Regions from separate parts of the Zea mays genome. Here all the other regions are linked to region 1. The links are chromatin contacts, called in public Hi-C maps. All regions are on one chromosome and are shown on one strand. The core of a region is the stretch at or near the end of the contact, and the rest is flanking DNA. Distances in the headings are between cores, read along the strand shown. Region 1 holds the start of LOC103627205. Region 2 holds the start of LOC100286129. Region 3 holds the start of LOC100192468 (Ubiquinol-cytochrome c reductase iron-sulfur subunit). Region 4 holds the start of LOC103627211 (nudix hydrolase 12, mitochondrial).

What was found. A called contact is a pair of places that touch in the nucleus more often than the background predicts.
Region 2: a contact with region 1 is called in a Hi-C map of leaf, with 6 times the contacts expected there. The contact joins the promoter of LOC100286129 here to the promoter of LOC103627205 in region 1. A contact is called at or near these places in 9 of 25 Hi-C or Micro-C datasets (bundle sheath, ear, leaf and 2 more).
Region 3: a contact with region 1 is called in a Hi-C map of endosperm, with 2.6 times the contacts expected there. The contact joins the promoter of LOC100192468 here to the promoter of LOC103627205 in region 1. A contact is called at or near these places in 2 of 25 Hi-C or Micro-C datasets (ear and endosperm).
Region 4: a Hi-C map of ear shows a contact between it and region 1, with 2.4 times the contacts expected there. The contact joins the promoter of LOC103627211 here to the promoter of LOC103627205 in region 1. A contact is called at or near these places in 2 of 25 Hi-C or Micro-C datasets (bundle sheath and ear).

Annotation. Positions count from the first base shown.
Region 1 is chr5:169,314,430-169,319,737 of Zm-B73-REFERENCE-NAM-5.0, reverse strand. LOC103627205 reads left to right here and starts at 2,937. Exons shown (of 9, transcript XM_008647503.3): 1 at 2,937-3,516; 2 at 4,127-4,156; 3 at 4,846-4,905. The coding sequence starts at 2,947.
Region 2 is chr5:168,983,543-168,989,131 of Zm-B73-REFERENCE-NAM-5.0, reverse strand. It overlaps LOC100286129, which reads left to right and starts at 2,776. Exons shown (of 9, transcript NM_001159017.2): 1 at 2,776-3,079; 2 at 4,545-4,591; 3 at 4,700-5,589. The coding sequence starts at 2,899. LOC103628659 (putative 3,4-dihydroxy-2-butanone kinase) reads right to left here and starts at 1,456. Exons shown (of 2, transcript XM_035958899.1): 1 at 328-1,456. The coding sequence starts at 1,456.
Region 3 is chr5:169,682,346-169,687,806 of Zm-B73-REFERENCE-NAM-5.0, reverse strand. LOC100192468 (Ubiquinol-cytochrome c reductase iron-sulfur subunit) reads right to left here and starts at 3,379. Exons shown (of 2, transcript NM_001137688.1): 1 at 3,083-3,379; 2 at 1-936. The coding sequence starts at 3,257. The coding sequence ends at 293.
Region 4 is chr5:169,758,589-169,764,188 of Zm-B73-REFERENCE-NAM-5.0, reverse strand. It overlaps LOC103627211 (nudix hydrolase 12, mitochondrial), which reads right to left and starts at 3,378. Exons shown (of 6, transcript XM_008647508.3): 1 at 3,156-3,378; 2 at 2,895-2,986; 3 at 2,601-2,748; 4 at 2,419-2,502. The coding sequence starts at 2,974.

The sequences.
Region 1 (5,308 bases), core at 1,688-4,187:
AAGCAGCCTTCTCCCTTCTGTACTTGTATTGCTCACAAGCTTCGGCTCCATCTATATTATGAATTGCTTTTGAATCTGTCCAGTTTCCTTCAGCCTTTCTGGCAGCTTCCTGACTTCCATGAATAGCAATAGGCCCTTGATCCGAAGGTATCTTCATGCATAGATATGCTGGATGAAGAATTGCTTCAAAAGCATTGAGTGTCCCACAACCAATGATTGCATTGTAGGGGTACTCCATGTCGACAATATCAAACACAACTTGCTCAGTCCTTGTATTGTTGACAAATCCGAAGGTCACTGGCATCGTGATCTTGCCGAGCGCTACAATCTGCCTTCCTTCGAAGCCACAAAGAGGGTGTGTAGCATCATGAATCTTATCCTCTGGCTCTTGCATCTGTCTGAAGGCCTTAGCAAATATAATATCTGTTGCACTGCCTGTATCAACTAGAACATTGTGGACCAGAAATCCTTTGATCAAGAAATAACCATAGCATCATTGTGAGGGTAATCCTTGAGCTGAAGGTCCTCTTGGGAGAATGTAATTGGGATGTGGGACCATCTCGACTTGATGAAGGGTCCCTGCACCCCGACATGCTGTACCCTTCTCTGTGCCTCCTTCTTCTGCTTCTTGTTGGCTGGCTCTGAGCATGAACTGCCTGTTATCGGGAGTACTAGCTTCGTAGCCGAAGCAGCTCTAGCTTGGTTGTTGAACGAAGCCATCAACTCAAAAAGTGGAAGTGAGTTCACCAGAGGTGGGCGCCAATGTTGGCGACTTGTTCTCAAATGCTATGAATTAAGAACAAGGCAATATAAAATGTTAAATATTAATGCCCTTCGTCCACTGAAGCATTATATCCCCAAGGATTTAATGAACTTCGGACGAAGGCCATGAGTAAGATATCACGAAGGTCATACCTTCGTGATTAGAGTTATAAAACAATGTAGGATTAAGTATAAAAAATATGAAACATAAGGGAATGATATATCAAAAACACATAAGATTATTCACATATTTTATTATACAAACCTAAATATTAAAACATAATATTTAGGTACATTTATACCTTCGCCTTGGCAGAAAGCAATAATTCCAGCGTAATGTGTCAGCGATTATAAGATTGCGTGAACAGTACAGGGGTACTGTTCACCTATTTATAGGCACAGGGCGCAGCCTGTGTATAATTACATTTATGCCCTTTACAATCAACTACAATAATGACAGAATATCATGGGTCTTTAGGTCATTTCATCTTTAAGTCGGTTCACCCCTTCGTCTTGAGACATGTCACTGTGCCGAAGCTTTATAGGTGATAGCTTCGTCACTGCTTTTGAGAGGATCTGCCGAAGGTGTTTCTTTCTTTAGAATCTTCGGCTACGAAGCATACCCCCAACAGACACATTAGGTCAATGCCCTTACCTCGGTAACATGCGGGTAACTGTAAAATCCGCACGTAACGGGTTTGGCGCGCCAAGTGCATTTAATGCTAGGGATACGCTACCCGTCACCAGCGCGGGCAAGTATGCATCCCATCCGCACTTAATACTGGCGGGACCTATGTCAAAGGCTTTCGTCAGGCATCGTTCGGGTGCGTTTGGCCATGCATCGGCACCATACCTCTGCCTGGACAAGAGGCAGGCCCGGAAATAAGCAATGACATGGCACTCCTAGGCCTTCTCTGATCGTGGGCTCAGACCTCTCCCGATGGGGTCCAGGCGCTGGACGCACTTGTCCGTATACGTGGCGACATCGGACCTCACCTGGCATGAGGTTTGGATGGTATTTTCTAGCCTCGAAGCCACTCCGAAGGCTCGGTGCTGAAGCCAGAGAGTGTCTTCTTCTCCGGGGCTTTGTGCTCCCTTCGGACTCCTTTCTCCATGGATCTGATGGGTCCACAAAGAGGTCCGGGTTCTATTTGCAGGATCCGTGATCTATAGCTGAAGTTATTGATTCCTCCCTTTATGGGGCTTAATGGAGATTGTGATCCAGCCCAGGAGACGGGTCTGGCTTGGCCACGACTCCATATGGTGGGCCTTAACCCCGTGTTGGGCTAGTTGCTCGTGAAATCCTCAATGGTGGCCACCAGGGTTTCACTTTGACATAGCAGGGGTGGGTATCCCATATTTAGGGTACCGACTATGGGCCTCAACCCCACGTTGGGCGAGTTGCCCGTGAAATCCTCAATGGTGGCCATCGGGATTTCACTTAAACATAGCAGGAGTGTGCACCTCATATTCAGAGTACCGACAAGCACTATTCAAATAGTTCAAATTTGAATCGATGTTTTGATGGGATCGGGAAAATGATATGGAACTACTTTCAGTGCAAGTTGACGACCATCAAGAATAGCCATTTCAAGTGGGTCCTTCACTCCCTCAACAAATAATTGAAAGTCTAGCATGGAACAAAGACGGTGTTTGGTTTCTATGGACTAATCTTTAGTCTCTTCATTTTATTATATTTTAGTCCATAAATTGTTAAATATGGAACGTATTTGTGAAGATACTAAAATAAAATAAAATATAGGGACTAAACATTAGTTCCTATAAACCAAATACTCTTTAGCACTGCATCTACATAAATATCCAGTCTATGCAAGCTATGATGCATGGATACACTAGGACACTAGGTTTGCAGCGTATCCAAGATACGTATTCGCTTTGACATATGCAAGTTCACAAGAGTATATATGCACTAAAACTTTAATCTACTTTGTCCTGTGATTAACAGCAACAATCATCCAATGACTAATCCCTTGTGCTGCCCCATTCTCGTATCTTCATGATACTGACCGAGTGACCGTTACGGCTTTTATAAATAGCCCCCCATCATCTCCACAGTTAAAAACGACGCCCTCCACGTATTTCACTTCCGCCCCCTCGTTCTTCCAGATTTGTTGAAACAGACCCTCCGCACCCCTTTCCCGTCAGGATTTTCTTCCCGCCACGATGGCCTCTTGTTCAGGAAAGAACCAAGAAGACACCGAAACCGAAGACTCGGCCCATTTGCTGCGCGAGCAGCAGGAGTCCAACGCCGCCGCCGCCGTCTCTGCAGAGCCGCCTTCCCTTGCTCCGCAGTCCGAGATCACTGAAGAAGAGGTCCATGGGCCACCGGAAGCCGGAGACCGGGACCCCTCCGCCGCCACAGCCGCGGCGGCCGAACGGAAGGGCGACGAGACCATGTCTCTTTTCCGACGGGGCTCCGAAGGTGGCAAGCCCCCTCTTCCTCCACGCCCTCCCTCCATCTCGAGAACCAGAGGTCCGAGCTCCGCAGGCGGCAAGCCCCCTCTTCCTCCACGCCCTCCCTCCGCCTCGAGAACCAGAGTTCCGAGCTCCTCGGGCGGCAAGCCCCCCAGCCCGCCCTCTCCGCCCCGCAGCATATTCCACGAGGTGTGGGGGAGCAGCATGGCGATGAGAGATGGTGACAGAGAGAGTCGCTTCGATTTGAAGGACGTGTTCGATGAACTGATGGTGGAGTGCCGGCGGAACGGGGAAACGGACCAGAAAGCCGAGGCTGAGGTAATATCAGCATCTAAGAGAGATTTTGAGTCTATATCAGGCTGAGGTAATACCGAGGGAACGGAATGCGCAGGTGTTATTTCCTAGATATTTTGACTACGTTCTTGAGCGATTCCTGTTTTCTTGTGATTTTGCATTTGGGAGATCGAATCCTGCCGTTCATGGGGATCTTGTGGGGAGGATTTTAGGATACTGGAGTCCGGGGCTAAGAAATTGTATGGCATCCTGGAGCAGGGGTGGAATCCTTAGGCAGACGTTGGGGCCAGTTTCTCTTTCTTTGTTGCTTAGAGTGGCAACGATCTTGCAGAGACTTTTTTAGGTGCATGTTCTTGCGCTGTTGTAATCGGTATTTCTGTTCAGTTTGTTGTCATGCTTTCATTTCACCGTCAAATATGTAAGGGCCCATCCCTATGTTTATTTGAGATAGCATAAACCAATGTAGTTTCTTTAGATCATAGGCTGAATACATGCATTGCTGGTTTTAGCCTTTGCCTGGCTGATTTCTGGACTAAAGCATAATCATATTTTGAGTAGCTGACAAGGCTCGATAAGTGCCAATTTTGTTATCACTGCTCCTTTATTTGAATATTTGATGTTAGTTTTGGAACAGGTGAAAGACAAGAAACCGCTCTGGAGAAAGGTACAATATGACCTGAATATTTCTTCATCTTTGGTTGTGATTGGTAACTGGTGTGAGCACTCTTGTGCCAATTTTTTGTGTTTCAGATGTTGGATCAGGATTGTTCAGTCTTTGTTCTATCCATGCTTATATGAAATATTGGGACGATAAAATATATTCTGGCAGGAGATCATGTTCAAAATGGGTGTAGCATAGAGATGAAAGCAATGGCAGATGTTTATAGTTTCTGTTCTGCCAAGATTATATGATTTTTTATTACTATTGTGATCAGAAATGGAATTTCAAGTGCAAAAAACAACATTTTTGTGATGTTTTTATAATTTTGAAAAGTGCGAAGTGTTATTGCTTACACTGATATTATTAACGGTCAGTATTTATGTCTTATTCTTCATTGTACCACAAATTGTCCTTGTTGCCGTGTTTCTAAGGAATTCTGAAGCCAAACATACAGGATTCTGATGTTGATGAATAGTCTAATAGCTGAAGTTAGTATATGATTAGTAAAAGAGGCAATTGTCAGATACATAAGATCTTGGATATTACTGTAGTAATATCTTTAAAAAGTTCCATTGCCTTCTCCATTGTTTCCTTCTGTGAACTGTTGGGTCTTGGCATTAATTATTTACTGTTGCTTCTAATCTAATCCTGCCAAAAAATGTGAAATTTTTAACCCATTTTATGTGAAATAGTTTTTTGACAGGATAGGAAACTCCAACCGAAATTACACGACACCTGATGTGAACTACCAGGTTTGACTCCATACATTATTTACATGCTTATTCTAATTGATAGTATTGGTTTGTGATGGGATGAGACCTTAATCGGCTTCGAGTTTATATTGAATTCAGGAAATGCAGTATATGTTCTTTCTTCATTCACGGAACAAACTAAAAGGGTAGACCCAATACCAAAGACTCCACATGAGTGGGGTCTGAGAAAGTGATAAACCGAGACTAGTCTTTTCCACCACTGCACCAGCCCTGCCTTCATTCACCTAACAAATCAATATCAGCAAAAACATTGCATTTATTAGTGGCTTAAGGTTTTCTTATAATGTGGAAACATGAAAACTTAACAAATTACAATCCCATTTTAGAACTGTTGCTTCCTGGTTCAGATCATTTTGTTTTGATTTTTTTTTTTTTTGCTCTT
Region 2 (5,589 bases), core at 1,527-4,026, 330 kb after region 1:
TCAACATTCTCGCGAGAACCACATCCATCTTCTCCTTAGCCAGCATCATCTGATCCTTTAGATGCAATATCTCATCCATCCTTCCCACCTTCACAAGCACACCCACCATAGAATTGCATGTTAACTCCCACAGCTCGACCCATGCCTCCCTCATCTTTTCCAGTACCTGAAGTGCATGATCTGCATCATGTAGCCTGCCCAAACATGTGATTGTGGTGGCATAAACGTGTTCGTCGGGCTTGACCCAGGCGCCGGTCATTTCACCGAACACCCTGACAGCGTCACTATGCATCCCTCCCCTGACGCAGGGCCTCGTCACGACTTCACACATCTTTGCATCCGTGTAGCACCCCTTGGAACCAGTTACAGCTCGAACAATGGCTAAAATAGAATCAACAGGTAGAGAAGTGAAGACCTCTCTAGAGACAGCAGCGGTCAGCATTCCAGGACCAACAAATCCAGCATGGGCAGGTTCATGGCCACTTTGACCACCTGAGATGACTGCAACTTTGTCATAGGAACTGTGCTCGACCTCAACACGATGAACGACCTTAATCTGAGGGAACTCTTCGAGGTACTGCAGATCTGGGTAAATATCCACCAACCCATTGATGAACTCGGTCACCACATCTTCCACTAGAATAGGGATTCGGGTTGCATTCAAATCAGTAGCTGGTTGTTGATAAGGATCAGCGATTTGTTGGATAATTGGTCCAGTTGTCGCTCCGCTCGACGTAGTTACCAGAGGAATCGACATCGAGGAGCGTGCCACCACCGAAATGGAAAGAGGAACTCCGAGTGCCTTCCGCGCCACGTTGTTCGCCTGATTCCGGATGTTCGTTAGTGCTTCTGCCATCTCCACCCCCTTCGCTTCAATAACCAGACACCACTTCAGGGAGTCAATGTGGCGGCGGTGACGGCGACCCGCTTGCGCTCGCCTGCGCGATGGCGACAGGGGCGCCTGGACGGGGCACGGTTCGGTGCTACCTGTGTAGCGGCGACGGCCCGCGCACGCTCGCCTACGCGGCGGCGGCGACGGTCCGCGTGTGCCCGCGACGGCGGCAGGGGCGCTTGCTCGTCCGCACGGCTGGGGGCGACGGTGGCGCCCTCTCGTGCGTTCACTCGCGACGTGGCCCGCACCGGCGCGCCTGCTCGCGGCGGTGACAGCATGGTCTGTGCCCAGACACGTGCGTGTGGTGGTGAAGCTGGTATCATGCCGCGGATCTGAGGCCGGAGAAGGCATGGACGTTGCTGGCGTGTCGGAGACGGAGCCATCCTTCTCAATGGAGATGACGCGCGCCGATATGGCGTTCGCCACCAGATTCTGAACGGACTTTGGTGCTTCCATCATCCCCACCTCCTCCGCTTCGATTCCTGGCCTCCCCTTCTCGAAGTCGCTCTGATATGTCAGCAAACCCTTGAGCGTGATCTCCATCTTCTCCATAGCAGACTGCATCGAGTCCATACACCGATGAATCCCTCAATTTCCTTCCTCGATTTTCGCCATCAGCTGCGCCATCGGATCTTCGAGGCTCGGCCACGCCATAGTTCCAATTCTCGCCTGAAATTGGTTTGCGACGGTGTGGAAGAACCAGCTCTGATACCAAATGTTAACAACACCCTCTCACAAGACTCACCAGACACTCAGGAATCAGTTCTATGTTCTATCTTCCTTTCCAAGTTCATCGTTAGCCAAAAGCCAGGTTACAGACGAGCAGTTTTCCCTCTTTTATAGCTAACAAATATGTGGGCCCTATTACAGCCTATTGACACCAATATACTTCTTGTTGGGCTTAGTCTCTCGGCTACTCTTCTCAGCTTCCCTCTTTCAACAGCTTCAGAAGCCTGCTTCTCCTCGTCTTGCATGGCTTGGCTTCCGTAGAACATCCGGAGCTACCATCCTTAACTTTTGTATAGCACCTAGAGCTGCTGACATTTGTAACGCACCCACTGGGCCAGTCCGCCAAAGCCCACCATCACCAGCGTCGGGCGTTCATGCGCTCGCGCGCAGCCTATTCAGACAGGCACCTCGCTCTCAAAACCTAGGCTGAGAGAGGAGGGAGGCCCGCCCTTATAAGTGCAACACGGCCCCCTTGGCTAGGCGAGGTGGTACTAACCCAGGGCATGCATACCGGCCCCTTACATCCCACCCCCCTAAGAGGCCCAAAGCTCTCCCAGGCAGCAGCGGCAATGTGGGCTCCGATACCATTTGTAACGCACCCACTGGGCCAGTCCGCCAAAGCCCACCATCACCAGCGTCGGGCGTTCATGCGCTCGCGCGCAGCCTATTCAGACAGGCACCTCGCTCTCAAAACCTAGGCTGAGAGAGGAGGGAGGCCCGCCCTTATAAGTGCAACACGGCCCCCTTGGCTAGGCGAGGTGGTACTAACACAGGGCATGCATACCGGCCCCTTACAAGTTGGGAGTGGGACTCTTGTACAATTTACTTATGTTTATGTTGTACTAGTGACTTTCGCTGGATAAAGTCAAAATAACTATATTTTCTTAAGACACATTACTTTTATTTTTAAGATATTATTTTTTTAAAAAAATACCACATCATCCACGCGGACTTCGTTAACCGCATATCCTTTCTACTTCTGCCCTGAAATCCCATCTTCCTCCATATTGCATGAACGCAGTCCATAATATTTCCCAACACCACGTAACTGACGTCTGGGCCGCGCATTTTTTCTTCGCCCGTTATCATCCTACACGTGGGTTGGTCTACGTGAGCCCGGCCTTGCCTGCCCATCGCCACGCCAACCGGCGATCCTACCACGCATCGACCGTATTAACCCCACGCCACCCTGTCCCTTTCCCCGCGCCACCGCCCTCTCCGTCGCCGCCGTTCGACCGAGCGCCGCTCACCCACCCCACGAGCTCCCGCGCGGGTTCATGTCCATCTCTCCACACGAACGCACCGGAGGAGCCTATTACCCGCGCCCGCACAACCCTAGCCCTAGTCCCCAACATGGCAGCGACAGACGCCGCCACGGCCGCCGCTCCCCTCCGGCATCCGTCTCGCCACCCGGCGCCGCTGCGGAAGCTAGCGACGGCGGGGTCGGCTCGAGCTCCAGTGAGTTTTCCTTTCCACTCGTCCCCCTTCGCCCGTAGATCGATTGAACGATTCCCGATGGGGTTGGATCTGGTTGTTACTTTGAAAACTACCAGCTGCTGTGGTGCTGTTTGGATTACGTGCGTTGTTTGGCTAAGCACAAGCTTCGAAGGGATTTGTGCCCCCTAGCAAGTTTACAGCGTTCTCTTTGCGCATTAGGGACTGATATTTTCAGCCGCTTAAATCATGTGATTGCCTGATTGGCCATGGATTCTACTCCCTCCGTCCAAAAAGTGTGTCACTATGGGATTCGTGCTCGTGAAATATTAACACCATTTGTATTTTAATTAAGTGTATCATGAAAATATATTCAACGATTCATCTAATGATACTAATTATGCACCCTAACTATTAATATTTTCTTATATATATTTGGTTAAATTTGAAAGTGTTTGACTTATCGGAATGTGAGGATGGCACTCTTTCTAGGATGGATGGAGTAGGTGTTATGCTGAGCTGAGAATGATTTGATAGTCTGGGTGGTGCTAGATTTTGTGTGCATAAATGCTCGTGGGATTAGGCTTGGTCAAGCACGTCAGTTAAATGTAGTTTCTGAATGTTTTCTACTATTAGGTTTGATTAAATTTGGATGCAAAACATTTGCTGAGTTTCTGTTTATTGTGTTGGAGGGTGAAAGTATATGATAGATTCAGTCACCCAGGTGATAGTATTTTTCGTTTGGCTCAGTTCTATCCAGCCAAAAATACAGTAGCGATATAATTTAGATTTCATCGTAACCATTGTTTCTTCATGTATATGTGATGGCCACACACTGTTTTTAGTGTACAATATGGTCTTAATCTGCGTGCCTAACTCTATGTATGACAATGATTCAATACATTGCATCAAGAATAAGATTATCTAGGGCACATCTACATCTAGATGTTTAAATCTGACCATATTTTGTGTATCAGCGATAGTTGGCTGAAATTCATATTCAATGCTTATCTGATTCAAGATACATTTTTTTCATAAAAATGAATGTCTTATAGTTAGATCAGCAGTGACTTTTAATTGATAAGTTTTTTTTTACCCTACACTTGGTTCTTTTAGAGCTAGTGAAAAAATATGCTACTGAAGCTCTAGTGCTAGCATTTTGAACTTTAAACAATTAATTTTCATATGGACATCTCCCAGTGTAGTACTAATATTGGAAGTGCATATTCCAATGGCCATGGAGATACTCGCCTTTGATTTGCTTGTTAATTTTCAATTAAGTTGCTCTGTACATGCTGTTGTGTAGTTATACTCGTTATTTCACTTTAACTACCTGGTTGTTATTAAGATCTTAAGTCAGCTTTTCATTATCTGCTCGTTAGACTAGTTGTGTGCATAACTTCATGTTGCATTCTCATTGGTGATGCCACGCCATTTTTAGCCCTCCTGTTTTCAGAGTAATCTTTACAATGCAATTCATATTCTGCAGACCCAGTGGTTCCAGCTATTGGAGAATCTATTAATGCTCCCGAAAAGGTGAAGTGCTTGTGGAGCTTATTGCCATTTTCATCTTTTCTTTCCACATTAGTGTTAAAAACTCCGGTTTCAGCTCTTAACACGTTGATAAAATGCAATAACTTCCAGGTAGTTGGATTTATAATATCTGGGGAAGAGAATGATACATGTACACAAGAGGTTGGCAATGTTTCAGAATGCCACTCTTCAGAACAGGGGGATTCCGGTTTGCCTGTAGATAATTTTGGCTCAGTTGGGTCATATCCTGAGAGACCTAAAATGGTGGGATCCCTTCAGGCTGACCATTTGGCTTCAGGTTCTACTGGACTGGGTAATGGGACTCAGATAGCTGCCAGGAAGAATCAGACCGTGAATGCTAATCACCTACTGAATTTCCAGTATGATCCTATTTCTCGGCCACAGCCCAGAGGCCCTAGAACATATCTTCCGAGAAGACAAAGGAAGATAAAACCTTACAACAAGGATCTGTTCATCCAAGCAAACTATAAGTTTGTTGTATTGGATACTGGGAATTACCAGATTGATTCAATGGATCCTGATAAGATGCTTCAGTGGGAAGATATTATCTGTGTAAGATACTATAGCCCTTCTGAGGTACAATGCCCTATTTGCTTGGAAAGACCATTGTGCCCACAGATCACATCATGCGGACACATATATTGCTTTCCATGCATTTTACGTTATCTAATGATGGGCAAAGATGATTATAGAGGTGAGTGTTGGAAGAAGTGTCCTCTGTGTTTCATGATGATATCATCAAAGGATTTGTATACAATACAAATTACTCAAGTCCAGAATGTCCGTGCTGGTGACGTTGTCACATTTACACTTCTGAGCAGGTCAAGAAATTCGCTCACTCCTTCCATCAAAAGCTCCTCCAGTGAAAGTTCTACAACAGATGAAGAGCATTATAATGTTTTCTCAAAGTTTATTTTGACATCTGATGTGGAGTTGTCTGTTCGAGATGCAAAATTGGATCTTAGTAATTGGTTGCATAT
Region 3 (5,461 bases), core at 2,130-4,629, 370 kb before region 1:
GAGATCAGGGAAAAAACACAAGCAAACTTGAAAACAATTAACAGTATACTTTCAGTAGCAGAAGATTGTTCATTGCTGTCAGGAAAAAAAAACAGAACCAAATTTGACAACAATTAACAGTATCCTTTATGTAGCATCAGGTTATTCATTAGTGTCAGGTGCTAGCAACAACACTGCACTCAGAAACAGCCCACAAAGGTATGCCCTAACCCAGGCAAGAGAAAAGGTGAAGTTGTTGATCAAACAAAAACGACAGGGCCACACGATGACACGAACAACACTAACAGCAATCTCAGCCGATGAGAAGCTTGTTCTCTTCCAAGAAGCTGTATGTCGGCACTTCCAGGTTGAAGGGTGCCGGGCCCTTGCGGATCCTACCAGAAATGTCGTAGTGCGAGCCGTGGCACGGGCAGAACCAGCCACCAAAGTCTCCTGCATTAGGGAGCGGGATGCAGCCCAGGTGAGTGCAGACCCCAATGACGACCAGCCATTCGGGGTTCTTGACGCGCTCTGCATCTTGCTCTGGGTGGCGGAGGGATGCGACGTCAACACTGTTGGCCAACTTGATATCATCCTCTGTCCTCCGCCTTATGAAGACCGGCTTGCCACGCCACTTCACCGTCACCGTGGTTCCAGGCTCAATGCTTGAGAGGTCAACCTCAAGTGAGGCAAGCGCGAGAACATCCTTACTTGCTGACATGCTTAGGACAAATTTTAAGACGAGAAGTCGCAGCAAAGATGCGTAAATGAACCTCCCACCACTCAGCACAAAGTAGGCAAATGCACGCTTGCTGGGGTCTCCAGGTGGGTAGCGCTCATGGTTATACTCATCATACACGATTTTTCCACTTGGATTCTTCACAGCTGCCACAGTTGCTGGGAGCTCAGATAAGCCCACATCCTGGTTTCTTGGAGCAAGAGTCTCTGCTGAAAACCCTGCATCAGAGAGTCATTAGTTCACATCTTATCAATAGAACAACAAACGCAGTACCAGAAGAACAGTACCACTATAATGTTGGAACGTAGCACTATAATGTTGGAACTAACATTAAAAATTAGCACATGAAAAACTGTAATAGAGGACCAACAAGTCAGCAGGCCAGTTCTTCATAGCAGCAGAGTAGACCAAAGCTAAAGCTTTCACAAGTACTCTCTCTATCAAAATATAGTTCTTTCTAGCCCTCTTTTTTTTCGCTTTCGAATTAATGATAATGAATGTAGACATACATACAAACTACATTCATAGGTTAATTAATGAATGTATGTTTAATCTAAAACGAATTATATTTTGAAACGGAGGGAGTATCACATAAAATTACAAAAAAGAGTCATTTTCATAGTTAGTTTGACGTTTTCTTGTGTCACGAGTTAAACTTTTACTGTTCCATATTCTATGTTCTTGTCACTGCTCACTAGCTACATGTTATATGAACTAGCCGTTTCCAATTTCTTTTGTTTTGTGTCTAGTCAATCAGGGAGCAGCATGGCATGCTTCTACCCAGGTTTCTGCCAGCAACCAAAGACAATGTCATTATGCCAAAACCTAACAGTTATGTATTAACAAGCTTATATTGTATTAACTTTTTCAACGATCACCATATCATAGCATAGATCAATATTTGTGATTTGTGAAACCTATAACATGATTGATCTGTGCATTGAGAAAATAGAATGATGAGAGTGCTCAACAAGTGAACTATACATGCCAAGTTAGGTTACGCAGAATCATTGTCTAGATCACACAACCAAAAGAAATGGGTTCACGTTGGAACTATCAATACCATTATGTAGACCAAAAGATCCAGGTATGAGAGAAAGAAAGAACGGTTTCTAAACTTCACAGGTTTTGAATAGTTAAAGATTTATGCCGACCAGTGGAGAGAATCAAATAAAATCAGTACATGCAGTAGTGTAGCAATTGAATACTTTGAAACAATAGTTACCAAAATTTAAATGCACACTAGTTTACCAACAAATTGGCCATGATAGCAGTAACAATTCAAGTAGATAATCCAACAAGTGTAAGTATGAAAAAAACAGTTAATTTACAGGAATTGATAACCATGAAAGCACATGTTTGCCCATATTTGAGCATAATGGTACTTCTGGCTTCAAATTTTTACATTTATTTTATAATGACACAATCTAACATGATTAGGTAACATTTGTAATCAATTGCCTTAGCAACTTCTCCAGACGAAATTATTATGAAAATGTTACTGGCCATTCCAGTAGAACAAACTAAATAGCTCAAGAAACAGTTTAAAAGAACAGCTTTTCTTCAGTGATTTTTGAGATGTCAAGCAATACAGCATCAGTTCGCAAAAAGACATAACCAGCGGAAACAGTTGCATTTGAGATTATCTTTAAAAGCCAGATTAAGGTTGGACTTATCACCAAGTCAACCAATATACTATGAGAAAATCATTGTTGGTTATAGTTTTGTTATTAGTTGGACTCCATTATCACATGAATATGCTGTTTGCATGATGATAATAGCACTAACGTCACTAGAGTTAGGACTAACTAGAGAACAACAATTATCTTGCTGAAACCAAGTCATGTTTAATAATTCAGACTAAGCTAACCAAAAGATATGTTCCTCTCTGGAGAAATTTTGAAATTTGACACCCAATTCGCAAGCCTTTTAAAATTTGACACCTTAGCCCGCATGTCAATGACTCACAGTGGCCTCACATGTCATTGTGATAGGAGTGTCAAATCTTGAAAGGCTTGAATTGGGTGTCAATATGCCATCCAGTCCCAACAGACATGGCCAAAAACAGAAAATAAAACTGCTTCACGCTAAATGATTGAACCGCAAGGACCATAGGCTCAACGATCGTAACCAGGGAGTTCAAAGGCGGGATCTAAGATCACAACAAGTATGCAGGCGGGGGATAGCACCCTAAGAGCACATGAGCAAACCCGCTCCACAACGAGATCAGCTACAGTCGCAAGTACCTCGTGCTCCTAAGGAACCCTAGGAGCAGGGACAGGATAGTATCCTGCCCGAATATAGCCGTCAATCAACGGGAGAGCAGATCGGAACGAGGATGAGAAGAGCGACCGCGGCATATACCTCTGGCAGCGGCGAAGAAGGGAGATTCGATGGCGAAACGCGCCCTGCAGTCGCGTGTGTCGTCGTCGTCGCGGCCGGGTAGTGTACCGGCGAGAGGGCCCCGGGAGCCTGAGGCGGCGGCGGCGGGGCGCCAGGCGAGAGCGGACGAGAGGCGCCTGCCCGCGACCCTCAGCATGGTGGATGAAGAGGGAGACGTGAGCTGGCTGCGGTCGGTCGCTTCTCGCCGGGTCCGGCCTCCGAAGTGCTCCGGTTTGGTGGGGAAGGGAGATCGATTCGGAGCCTCAGGATGGAGACGCGGAGGCAGAGGCCGCGTGCGTGTTGGTGACGAGGAATTCGATGGAAAGAAAAAAGAAATGAAGCGAGAGAGAGGAGATTTTTGTAATTTTAGCATCGGCTACTTCGGGCTTCAGATTAGGGATGGCAATGGGTACCCAGAACCCAAAACCCGATGGGTAAAAACCCTATTAGAGCAAGGGTATGACGGATTTTGATACTCATGGGTATTTTATTGGGTCATTTGTTATGCCCATCGGGTACGGTGGGCGTGGGTATGTTCTCTGTTGCCCCATATCCGCTACCCGATGGGGAACCCGCTAATATATGACACGTGGGTCCGGATTTATATGTCTCATATAAAATGAATTTGCTCCCGATGGGTAAAACCCCTATTAGGGCATGGGTAGAATCGATGCTATGTTTTGTGTGATTTGAAGGCATGATATTGCCATTTAATGTTGAATATTGTTGAACCTGTGATAAAATTATGTTGGACTCGATACATTTGTTATGCTGGTACTTATTTTTGCGATTCAAATGATCATGTCTATCGTAATGTTAATGGGTATGGGTACCCGATGGGTACCCGCTACCTATGATGGGTATGGGTATGGCGTAATTTTGTACCCATGATAGGTAGTGAGTATGAGTATGGGTCAATTTTTTCCTAATAGGTATGGGTATGGCTTCGTGTGCCCACTGGATACCTTACCCACCGCCATTCCTACTTCAGAAGTCTGACATCCGCATCCCCAAGATGACAATTGCCATATTGGCATTATAATCCTGAGCTCTTTAAAGATTTAGCATTTGGTTCACTTGAACGTCATTAGTGTATTTATTTACTCTTCCTTCCTTACCCCTGCCTCTATTAGCTCTCTTCATGGTTTCCGTTGAGCCGACGGCTTTTGCCTGTTCTTGCAGTCTTTATCTCCCTTCTCCCTCTCACTCTATTTGCTCCTCGCCGCCATCCTTTTTCTTCCTGATCTCCGGCTTCGCTTCTATGGCTCCCCGGTTGTTCTTCCTCCTCCTCTCCCGAGATCTATGGTAGCCCTGTGCCCCTGTGCATTCTAGAGATTCGAAGGTGACTGCGGTTCTTCTCCCTCTGTTGTGCCTCTTCTCCCCTACTGCGGATGCTTGGTGGTATGCATGGGGTGTTTGTGGAGACCCCAAGGAAGAAGACTGTTTGAGAAGATCTTGTAAGACATTGCAACTCTTGTACTTGATCTTGGTACTTCAACTTGTAATAATATCCTATTTGGTTAGTGACAAAAACAATGAATTATGGATGCTTTGATCACTCATAAGTATTATGTCAATGTTTACAAGTGTGTGAATGTTATTTACAGATTGTGCATTTCTTGGAATAATGTTAAGATATTTGTGCACATAGCATGTCGTATGCACTTGTATCATCTCATATTATATGACACTTCATAAGAACATCTCATCTCATAATGAGAACACACATTGGTTCACATTTCATTACTTGAAAACATCAACTAAGACAAAGGTCCACATTACATTACTTCAACTTAACCGCTAACAGATGGAACACAACGACACACAAAGGTTCACATTACATGTCCAACTAATGGTACAAAAGGGCATCAATCCACACTGATCCCTACTACTAAATAGATCGATCTAGGATCTCCTCAAGATTCTAGCCATAAAGCTCATACTGGTCTGCCAAACTCTTAGGAGGCGGCTCATTCATTAGGCATAGGTCATGGAACACGGAATACCTCCTCCCACAAATCGTTGTCGTCATCTAAGCAGTCTGCAGCACAAGTATTATCAAAGCCCCTGATTTCAAGTCGTCGACTAGTCATTGACTAGTCGTCAACTAGTCGTCGACTAGTCGTCCAGTCGGTTACGGGAGGCCGACTTAGGAGCTCGGCTCGATTTTTCTGCCAAGTCGGTCGACTTGCCAGCGGCTGGAATAGATTAGTCGACTAGTCGTCGACTTGGTCGAACTAGTCGACCGACTTGCCCTTAATTTGGCCCAAACATCAGAAAAGGCCCATTAGTCCATTACACACCATAAACCCTAAACCCAACAACCGCCTCTAGTCATGTCCGCCTCCAGGCCCTCCTCTG
Region 4 (5,600 bases), core at 2,129-4,628, 440 kb before region 1:
AACCCCGACTGGGAGACACGATCATGACTCACCCGAGGAAACCCTGACTAGGAGACACGGTCACGACTCACCCGAGGCTAATCTCGGGTGGGAGACAAAGTCACGATGCCCAAGGCCAACCCCGAACAGGAGACACAATCATGACTCACCCGAGGCCCACCCTGGGCGGGAGACGCAGTCACGACACACCCGAGGCCAACCTCGGGCGGGTGACGCAGTCATGGCTCGCCCGAAGACAACACTGGACAAGCAGCACATTTTTTCCTCGCCCGAGGCCAATCCCGAGCGAGAGACGCAGTCACGACTCGCCCGAGGCCATACCTAGGCGGGAAAAGCAGTCACGACTCACTCGAGGCCAACCTTGGGCGGGAGACACAGTCACGACTCGCTCGAGGCTAACCCTTCCGACTCATATAAGGTCATCCCCGGGCGAGAGACACAATCACGACTAGCTCGTGGCCAACCCCAGGCGGGAGATGTAATCACGACTCGCCCGCGGCCAAACTCAGGTGGGGGAGGCATTCACGACTCGCCCGAGGCCAACCTCGGGTGGGAGACGCAATCACGACTCGCCCGAGGCCAATTTTGGGCGGGAGATACAGTCACAGCTCGCTGGAGGCCAACCTTGGACAAGCAGTGTATTTCTGCCTCGCCCGAGGCCAACCCCGGGAGACATAGTCACGACTCTCCTGAGGCCATCCCTGGGCGGGAGACGCAGTCACGACTTGATCGAGGCAACCCCTGATAAGTAGCGCATTTCCGCCTCGCCCGAGGCCAACCCCAGGCAGGAGACGCAGTCACGACTCGCTTGAGGCCAGTCCTGGGAAGAAGACACAATCACGACTCGCTCGAGGCCAGCCTCGGGCGGGAAATGCAGTCACGACTCGCCCGAGGCCAGCCTCGGGCGGGAGACGCAGTCACGACTTGCCCGAAGCCATCCCCGAGCGGGAGATGCAGTCACGACTCGTCCGAGGCTAGTCCTGGCCGGAGACACAGTCACGACTCGCCCGAGGCTAACATCGGGCGGGAAATGCAGTCACGACTCGCCCGAGGCCAGCCTCGGGCGGGAGACACAGTCACGACTTGCCCGAGACCACCCCGGGGCTGGAGACGCAGTCACGACTTGCCCGAAGCCATTCTGGGGCGGGAGACGCAGTCACGACTCGTCCGAGGCCAACCTCGGGCGGAAGACGCAGAGTGAGTGGAGTATGTTCGTTTAATGTTCAAACATACATTCGAGTTACATAATACAAATTTGACATTTTGTTCTCTTGTGTCTTTGTGTGTAAGAATGCAAAGTTTCTTCCAATGAAATTTGTGATTGATCTGTTAAGTTATGAGGATAATTCGTGTCTATATGTCATCCCTGCAAACATACAACAAGGACTTATCGATATCGCTAAAAAGGATTAGATTAGTGTACGGTTGTCGACACATTTGTCTGTCATTAAAAATTCTATATTGACTTTTAGAAATAATTTGTGCGTTATTGATAATGTTTGCCACACGGATTTCATATACCATAATGATGTTTATCGTTTCATATCTACGTTTCATACAAATTTTTTATTCCGTGGCAATGCATGGGCACGTAACTAGTCACGTACGGATGATATAATTGCTGAATCATGCATGTCAGGAACACATGAACAGGAGCGGTCAATGGATGGGTGCAGCTGGGGCACTGTCGGCGTAGGACAAGCAGGAAACACACCACATGCATAGTTGTTTGGGGCTTTGGGCAGCAATGCATGGAGCCGAGATAAAAAGAAATAGTAGCAGCTTATTGAGCAGGATCCAGAAGGAAATCGATTCCAAAATGCTACTGTAGGTCGGTAATGTGGACAAAGGAATGATGAATGCGACGCCTTCTCTGTCCCTTTCCCTGTCGTGCGTGGTCGCTGTCATCGGTGTTCGCCTACGGCATGGAGCTGTCCTCGAGTCTGTTGGTTGCTAGTACTAGGGGTTAACTAGGAGTAAGTTAATTTGTCTGATTGGGGACGTCCACATCACCCTGAAATTAATACTAGCATTCAGGAGCTTTCAAGTGGACAATAATGGCTCCAAACTGCGGCGTTAAATTATGTTTATAACTACTACGAGGGATCACTATTTTCGCACAGAGAAACGACACCGAACCGCTAGGCGTTGCGGACTTGTGGTGATCATCTGCATACTTTTCGGGACAGACCGCGCATTTAATAATTTTCAACGAGCAATGAGCATCTTAGCCACGCACACGTTTCACGGAATTGCTGGGGGGCATAGCATATCATATCAGGTCAGCATCATCGTTTCTAAATCTAGTGCACGGACGGCGTAAGATGGAGGAGAGAAGAGGGTGTGTGGATTGATGGGCAGGCAGCAAGAGCTAAGGCCGTGAGTGAAGGAATGGAAGGGAAGGCATTGGTGACGTACGTGGATGACGCCCTTGACGCCGGCCTCCTCCATGGTCTCGCGGGACGCCGCCTGGTACACGTCCTCGTCGTCCTCCCACCCGCCCTGCCAAATTGAATTATTATTAATCCGATCCAAATCCAACAGGTTAGTGTAAGCGGACGGTGGGCGCTGCTGGCTAGCTGCCGCCGTTCTTCACGCACCTTGGGGAAGACCATGTCGGCCCGGTTAGGCGTGGAGATCATGAGCACCTCCACCTCGGCCGTGCCCGTGTCGTCGCCGAGGCTGCTGCTGCACGGGCTGCCTGCTACCTCGTCGTCGTCCTTCTTATTCACCCGGTACGGCACGCACCTGCCATTCATATATCCAAGGCGTTCATGGCGCACGACGAGTCAAACGCCGCCGCCGACGGCGGAACTAATTAACGACATGACATGCATGACCAATCCAAGACCAACGAAATCGAGCTAGAAGCAGGTGGAGGAGGAGGCGCCGACCCTGCGACGAGGCGGAACTCGTTGTCGTAGCGCTGCTTCAGCCGGCCCTTCCTGGCCTCGGCCACCGCGTCGGACGACATGGCCACCGCGCGCTGCGGCCAGAGAACGCCGGTGGCGGACATGTCAGCGTTTCGGGCACGAGCGCGCGCGAGAGAGAGAGATAGAGACAGAGACAGAAGAGGTCCGGATCGGCCAGAGGTAGAGCTGAAAGAGAAAAGGCGCGACAGGAAAGGGAACCACCACCACTCACCTTTGTTTTACCTTATAAATATGTAGGCAAGCGAGAGATTAACAGGGACGGGGCAACGGATCGAGAGGCAAGGCAGAGCGATTGCATTGCCCCGCCGGTGGCAATGACGCCACGATCTTATCCCCACCCGACCCGAGCGGTAATAAAAGGGAGTTAACAAGCCTCCCAGCTGCTGACGCTGATGCGAGACGGGAAACAGGCGATTGGCAACCAAAGCACTGGAGAGCAGGAGGGCCTATGGCGGGCGCGCGATGCGCGTCTATAAATGGCGCGCTCCGCGTTCACGCCCGATTCGCAGGCGCCAGGAGGAGGGAGAGAGAGTGGCAGGGGAAGTCAATGTGACACAGGACTCCGCAGTCAACACCATTTCTGTGTCGCTGATGGCAATGGGTAAAAACCCCCCGGTATCACTTGCCCAAACCCATACCCATAAAGAAAAAACACGCCCGTTAAAAAACCCATACCCATAACGGGTACAAAATTTTGCCCAAACTCATGCCCATGCGGGTTTTGGGTACCCAATGAGTTTTCTATACCCACTAACATCAACATAAAAAATAATTCATCATGTAAATGATAGTCAATATAGTAATAAGTTAGGATAAAAGAAATAAGTGACAACTAATTTTAGCTTAAACTTTGTTGCATGTAGTTTATTTCACTTAGAACATATTCAATTATTAATACAATGAGACATATTTGTAAGATATGTTGATTTTAAAGCGGGTTTTAAAAACCCGTGGGTTTGCGGGTATGGGTAGTGGAAGAACAAAACCATGCCCACGTACCCGTTGGGTTTCTATTTGAACACATTAATAAACCCATGGGTAGAGAAATTTGCCCAAACCCATACCCTAATAGAGCAAAAACCACTGGGTTTCGGGTAGCGGGTACCCATTGCCATCTCTAGTCACAAATTTAAGGTGCATTTGGTTGTAGGTCGGGACCGGGATGGACGATCTCGTAAATTACGTTGTTTGGTTTGGAGACAGGGTTAAGTGTGGACCATCCTGAGGGGATTATCTCTACTATATTAATTATCAGTTTAAACGGTCGTTCCACGTTATTTTTTATCCATCTCCTCCGCGCAACCAATCTCCATGTCCCAAACCACACCTCCGCATATAGATGGCCAAACGACGCCCCGGCACGGGCCCGCTAGACCCGACACCCGTGGGCCGTAATTCCGGCCTAGGCACAGCACGTCAGATGGCCAAACGACGCCCCGGCACGGGCCCGCTAGACCCGACACCCGTGGGCCGCAGTTCCGGCCTAGGCACAGCACGTCGGCCTGTTGACCGTGCCGGGTCGGCCCATTAGCTCGTCGGGCCATTGGTTAAATCAGCGTAAAATATTAAAAATCGGTGTAATAGGTGGGGTTCTAACCCACGCCTTGATGGAAAAAGGGCAAGAGACACTGGGTGAAACCGTCTAACTAGTAGAACATCATGCTTATGTGTTTTTAATATTGAATATAAATTATACATATGTATATATGATTTTTTGGAAAATAAAAAGATATAATCGTGTCGGGCCGGACCATCACTACGGGCCGAAGCTACGGCCCAAGCACAGCACGACGCTCATGCCGGGATGACCCAGACACTATTAAATGGGTCGTGCCTCGGACCAGCCCGCCAGACACGACCCATTTGGCCATCTATACCTCCGCACGATAATGATGGTCCTCGCCTCAATTGTCGCCACCTCGTTTGTCATCCTGCTTCTTTTCTCTCTCTCTCCTCATGCATCCACCTCCGCGCCACCCCATTCTCAGTAGAGAGCGTGGGAGCAGGCGCCTCATCCACATATTCGTCCGACACCAACCCCGACACCGACTCATGCAGTGGCTATTGCACGTCCACGAGGACGTTTCACAGCATGCATGCACCATTGTTTTCGCTGTCGTCGGATGTCTCGTTCGTCTTCCCGGCCTTCGCCTGTTCTTCCTCCCCAACCTACTACCCCGCCCACGGTTGCAGCCGCGAGCCGACCGATGCTCGCCGACGCGGGTACGGGGCGAGTCGTCCTTGCTCCTGGCCTTTCTCCGTGTGTGCCGCCGAGGACGACACGGTGGCGCCTGCCACGCTTAGGTTATCTTGGCGATGAGGAGTCCAGGTCTGAGATATTGGATAACCAAGGCCCATAGTGCGGCAGCAGTCAACATATGCTATGGAGTTGGTGGTGGTGTTGTGTCGCCTCGGCGGGTCCAGGGCTAGGAAGGCACTCGCATTCTCTCGCTCTTCGTGGACTGATGCCTGGTGCTGGTGCCTCTCGGTTCGGAGCTGCTATGGCTAGGCTTCTTTCTCCGCTTGCATGCTCTCTCACTATATGTATCTAGCGATATACTACCTATGTCACCTCTAGATGCCTAGGTCTTCGTCGTGTCCTTCTCCGGCAACGAACAGGTATGCTCGCCTCTTTCCTTCCCTTCCTGCTCTACGAAACCTTGGAAG